Linked DNA regions of Mus musculus: region 1 is linked to region 2. A link is a contact called in public HiChIP or PLAC-seq data. All regions are on one chromosome and are shown on one strand. The core of a region is the stretch at or near the end of the contact, and the rest is flanking DNA. Distances in the headings are between cores, read along the strand shown.

Region 1 (2,809 bases), core at 20-2,519, 140 kb before region 2:
GATGGGCCTCAAGGAGGGGGAGGAGGTGACAATTAGCACCCTCGGCCCTGGGGCCCTGGCATGCTGACAACCCACAGCCCCTTCCCTGCCTTGCACCTGCCAAGATGCTATCTCTCTGAATGCAGGATCAGAGAGAATGGCTTTTGTGAGGTTAGAGAGAAGGACCCTACAGAGGGCTATTTTTAAGCCAAAAGGGATGTAGAAAGATATCCAGACTGACTGAGGCAAAAAGCAAGAAGAAGCAAGAGAGAAGTCAAATAAAAACCAGCAGAGCATCTTATCATAGCCTACCACCCCAGTAACAAACGCCCTGGAACTTTGAGGCTTGGTACAACAACCTTGTGTAATTATTTTGCTTGGTTCTTGGGATTTTGAGACAAACTCTCACTAATTAGCTGAGGCTAGCCTCAAACTTATGATCCTCTGCCTCGGCCTCCTGAGTATAGACAAGGCATGTGCTGCCATACCCAGCAAACAACTACACATCCCTTTTTGGAGGAAATGTGGGGAGGAGCATGCACCTATTGAGAGTTCCTTACTTAACTTGAAGCTGGACTAACTGGCCAGTGAGCTCCAGAGATTGCCGCTATCTCCACCTCCCCATTGCTGGGATTGCAGATACATGCTGGTCACATCTGGCTTATGATACAGAAGTGTGGGTACAAACTCAAGTCCTAACGCACTTGCAGGAAGCTCTTAGCAACTGAACCATCTTCCCAGCCCCAGAGAACCTGATCTTCTCTCCCTCAAGGTCAAGGTCACCATGGAAAGCGCTCAGGAAATGCGTACAAGATGAGAAAGGTGCTGCTCCCTTTAATTTTTCCCCAGATTAACTTGAACGATGCCACATGACATCACGGCACCTTGGAACATCCCCATCCCGGTGTGCTGGCTGGCTGGCACATGGCGTGACGCCACAGTTTTCTCCAGGGGACATTTCCTTCCCCCCATAATGTGACTGATTAAAATACAGCTGAATCCCGAGAAGAGTCAATGAGCCCCAGAGATAATGAATAATGGTTTGTGGCAATGCTGATAATGTGCCCGCTGTTGTATTGACTTGGGCTGCATCTCCAGCTAAGCGTGCTAAATGGCTGGGCTCGAGCCGTGTTCCGCAGGGCCTGGCTGCTCACTGCCTTTCTTCTCTAATTTGAAATTTCCCCTTTGTTTGAAGTTCTGTTCTTGCTTCTTCCCTCCTGCAACTCCATGCAAATGAGATGGCTATTTTTTGCTGGCTGCCAGAGGGAGCTTGCTTGCTGCTGGGAGACCAGCTCAGCGGCAGGCTCCATCTGTCCTGGTGATGGCGTGAAACACAGCCCCTGAGTGTGTGGTGTTGTACTTGGGCCACCTGGGAACTCAGCGTCGGGATGAGAGGGACCCGAAGCTATAAAGGTGCAACTTGTGAAAGTCTAGACCACGGGCTGCAACCGGACAAGATATAGAGGTTCAATGACACCCCCATTTCTGACCATGGGACTTTACCTTTGGATCCCGGTCTAAGCTACGCCGAGGCCCTGCGCCACTTCAGAATGCCAGGGTGGTAAGAGGTTCACACAAGGTGAGCCCTGTTCTTCGCACTTGGGACCCGATGAGTGCCCACTGTATGGCCTTGTACCCACAAGGGAGGCTGGTGCAAAGGGCTACAGGTCTCAGGACAAGGGGTGGAAGTTTGAGGCAGCTTCACATAGAGGGTGCTCTACTCGGGAGTTGAGCTGTGGAGAGAGAAGGACAAAGGACTGAGGGGTGGAGGCCTGGCATGTCCCGAGTGGGCAGAGGGCTGGCGGTGGGGATGGGCCCTCCTGAGCGGCAGGTGGTACTCAATGGCTCCCTGTCAGGGGTCCTTGTCCACAGCCTGGTGCTGCGCTCAGGGCATTCCTGAACGGCAGCGTGGCCTGGTGTGTGCCAAGCCATGTCTAAGATAGACACTGGATAAACCAGAGCAAAGCAATTCCTTCCCCGCTCCTAGCTGCCTCGGTGGAGAACCAGGGTCTCCCCCAAGCCACTACAGACTTCTTCCCCAGTGCCCACTACGGTTAGACCGCCCGCTCCCTGGCCCCATGCGGCTCGTGGCCAGGTGCATCAGCGTGCCCTTTCCACCGAAATGCCTCCGACCCAGGAAGCCTTCTGCAGCTCTAAGTATTGCACAGCTTCTGTCTGTCCACAGAGAGGCCCTAGCTTGGCAAGGCAGAAAGGGTCACAAAGTGCGCAAAGTTGAGGAGCCGCTCAGGCTTCGGGTATAAGGATCAGACCTCTCCAGGGCCCTGAGGCAAGAGGAAGACAAGAACCGGGTGGAGAGGGAGCCTGAGAAGTACAGAGAAAACCGGCAGGATGAGGTGGGCCCTGCAAGGAGCATGGAGAGCCCCGTAGGTGCCATGGCCTGTGGTTTCTGTGATAATGTGTGGTGGGCGTGGTCAGTGAGAGTTAGGTCGGGAGGGTGGCTCACTCTGTAAAGTGCTAGTTCATCCCCAACCGCATGTAAAAGACCAGCTGTAGTGTCTGTAATTCTAGCGCTGGGGGTGGAGACTCAAGGATTCCTGGAGCTGAGTTACAGGCTCAGTGAGACATACGACCTCCTTTTCCTTATGCCTGCATATCCCATGATGCTCCCTGCCTCCCTCGAACTCCAAACTACACTGTTGTGGTGTCACCAACGAGGACAGAGGGCTCAGTGTCTCACTAAGCCGATTGCTGACAGGACCCTTAACCCACAGACCACGTTCATAAACTCAGGCTATAGGGACAGTCTCAAGACGGAAGGTGGCAAGTCCTAGGGGAAGACAGCTGACTTTATCTCCGGCCTTCACACACA
Region 2 (2,840 bases), core at 228-2,727:
AGGGGGAATTGAGGTCATGAAACCAGAAATGCACCCATCCCAGGAAGGCCCTGAATGAGCCTCCTAAGCCCTCCTCCCTCCCCCTTTTGCCTCATTCTGACACCGAGGCCCACACCTCAGAGAAGCAAGGCCCCACCCTCTTTCCCCACCTCAGAGCTCCATCTATATCCCCAGCAAGAGCTTGCACCTGCAGAAGCAGGAGATGAACCAGAAAACTCCATCCTGTTCTTTGGTTGGACTCTGCAGATCTAAGGATGGGGGATGAGGGGCAGGGGGCGTGCAGATGCAGAGGTTTGGACCAGATGACACCCCCTCCCCTCCCACTGTTCCTGCCTTGACCCTAGCTCTCCCCATTACTCTCCTGGGGCCCAGAATAGACAGTACTTCCAACTGGGTGGGCACTGGGCAATGGGACCCTCTCAGTGTCCACTCACTGGGCACAGTTTCCTCTGTGCCCATCTCTTTGGTGCCCCGTGGTGGTCTGAGCTCCCTGCAGTGTGGGACACAAGGACTCGGTCACCCAGCCATTTCTCCCAGGTTCTAGCTTGATGAAAGTGACAGTTAAGAACTCTCATCCACAATGACACCTGAGGAGCGACAGGTGGTAACTTGAACCAGAGTTTATCTGTCCCCATTTCAACCACAGTGACAAGGAGAGTATCATTGTGTTTGCAGTTCTGAGCGAGTGTCTACTTTGCTTCTGGACGAGGGCTGAAACCCTGGCTCCTGAGTGTCTCTCTGTCTCTCTGTCTCTGTCTCTCTCTTTCTCTCTGCCTCCCTCTCCCCTCCCCTCCCCCCCCCCCCACGAAGCCAAGGGGATTTTTCTTTGGAAGATGTGGTTCAGGGAGTGGGAGACAGATGAGAGGGTGACCAAAATAACACTATACACACCAATGAAACTCTCAAAGAATAACTTCTGTTTTGAGGAAGGGTCTCACTATGCATTCCTGGATGGCTTAACATTGGCTATGCAGACCAGGCCAACCTTGAACTCACAGATCTGTCATCCTATCTCCCAAGTACTGGAAGTGAAGTTGTGTGCCAACATGCCCAAAAACAACAACAACAACATCCACCTGCCTTTAGACTGTGGGTGTGGCTTAGCGACAGAGTGTTTGTTTAGCATGCATAAGGCCCTGGTTTAACCACTACCTACATAAAACTAAAGCCCAGCCCACACAGAGATGGGAGAGACAGCCACTCATGAGAAAAAAAACCCTTAGACTTGGGAAGACCGGAGCTGCAGTAAACCCATTGTCCCATCTGGGCCCTTGTCAGCCTGAGACAGGTGCTGAGTTTGTTACAGAAGTAGGTGGTAGATCTGGGTAACCAGCTGCACCCCCCTTTTCCCCCCACCCCCACCCCGGTGCTCAAGGGGGAACAGAAACTGCGAAGCAGACAGCTGGCAAGGGATCCAACTCACCTGCAGAGCACCCCTGAGGCCTCCTGTTCCTTAGCAACCTGCTGAAGCCAGCCAAGGGCTTCCGGATTCCCTTTCAGAGGATCAGTCACCTCCCTCCCCTCCCCTTCCCTCCCTCCTCACCTCGCCCCCTCCGTCCCCCCAACCCCCACCCCCGGAGAGGCGGAGAGCAGTAGGATCCCTGTACACGCAGAGGGAGTTCAGGGTGAAGGAACCTAAGTTTCTTTTCAACTGGGTCTGCGCAGAGCCAGAGGATGCCAGGGATCCCCCAGCACCCCCGCGCCCTGCCCCGCACCCCCTGCCCTTCCTCACAACACACACACACAAAGGGAAGGTGTCAGGACAGTCTCCGCTGAACCATTTCACTGGCTCTTCTTTCGGAAAGTCTACCTATAAACTTAGAGATTCACGTCGGGACAACAGAACACATAGGACAGTGACACCTCGGAGACCTAAGCGTGGGAGACTGAAACACAGCAGAGACGTCCCTTAAACCGAGCTATTTACTATGCCGGCTCCACACCTCTTGCATCCCAGATCACGAGTTCAGTCTCGGCCTAGATCCAAAGCTGTAAAAACAGATCGCAAGAGTCGGTTGCCCTCTGCTGGGCATCGTAGGATATGCACCCAGCCTCCGTACCAAGAACTGATTTCTGCACTCTATGAGAGGATTCAAGAGCTGGACAGCTGTGGCTGAGTCTTTCCCCCGAATCATCTGGAATAAATTTGATTTGATTTGGAGTCTATAGCCCAGGCTGGCCTCAAAAACATAGCCAAGGCTGACCTTCGACTCCTGATCGTCCTGCCTCTGACTCCTGAGTGCAGGACTACAATCATGTGCCACAAAGCCCAATTTTTTGTTTTTTGTTTTTGTTTTAATAGCACTGGGGAATGGAAACCGGGGGTCTGAGCATACTAGGCAAGCACTCTACAGCCCAGGTTCGAGACTATCTTGGGTATCTAGACCCATCGACTTGCAGAAGAAAAAAAAAGGGTCTTAAAGTGTATGGAGACCTTATAGAGCAGGCATGTCCACTGCATTTCAAGATACAAGACGGGGCATCCTAGCCATCATAATTCTGGTCTGACCGGAACAGGTCTTTTCTTTCTTTTACGTTTTTGTTTATGGGCTGGAGAGATGGCTCAGCAGATGAGAGGACTGCTCTTCCAGAGAACCAGGGTTTGAGCCCCAACACCACACGGTCACTCGGAATCGTCTGGGATCGTTCTGCGGTATTTGATGAGCTCTTCTGTTCTCTACAGGCACCAGGTATGCATGTGGTGCACAGAAACAAAGCACACATGAAATAAAAATGAACAAATCTAAATATGGGCTGGAGAGATGGCTCAGCAGTTAAGAGCACTTGACTGCTCTTCCAGAGGTCCTGAGTTCAATTCCCTGCAACTGCATCGTGGCTCA

The links. HiChIP or PLAC-seq counts read pairs in DNA pulled down with a chosen protein or histone mark.
Region 1: a contact with region 2 is called in an H3K27ac HiChIP or PLAC-seq map of T-cell acute lymphoblastic leukemia, with 4 times the contacts expected there. The contact joins two enhancer-like sites. A contact is called at or near these places in 7 of 15 datasets of contacts at CTCF or cohesin (CD8 T cells, embryonic stem cells, large pre-B cells and 2 more), 76 of 484 Hi-C or Micro-C datasets (3T3-L1-derived adipocytes, B cells, the BV-2 cell line and 32 more), 29 of 115 datasets of contacts at active chromatin or transcription factors (the 230-238 cell line, the SCID.adh cell line, SST interneurons and 18 more) and 2 of 9 other capture datasets (embryonic stem cells and liver).

What each region holds. Positions count from the first base shown.
Region 1 is chr11:117,027,436-117,030,244 of GRCm38.p6, reverse strand. No RefSeq gene overlaps it. Among named protein-coding and RNA genes, the nearest start is that of Gm11728, 12 kb to the left of the region's middle. Within about 2 kb of position 1,269, at least 58 of the 459 cell types and tissues checked have an H3K27ac peak or open chromatin away from gene starts, as enhancers often do. A contact at or near this core is called in the CH12 cell line, the SCID.adh cell line and T-cell acute lymphoblastic leukemia, where this site is marked.
Region 2 is chr11:116,884,593-116,887,432 of GRCm38.p6, reverse strand. No RefSeq gene overlaps it. Among named protein-coding and RNA genes, the nearest start is that of Mfsd11, 32 kb to the right of the region's middle. Within about 2 kb of position 1,477, at least 85 of the 459 cell types and tissues checked have an H3K27ac peak or open chromatin away from gene starts, as enhancers often do. A contact at or near this core is called in the CH12 cell line, the SCID.adh cell line and T-cell acute lymphoblastic leukemia, where this site is marked.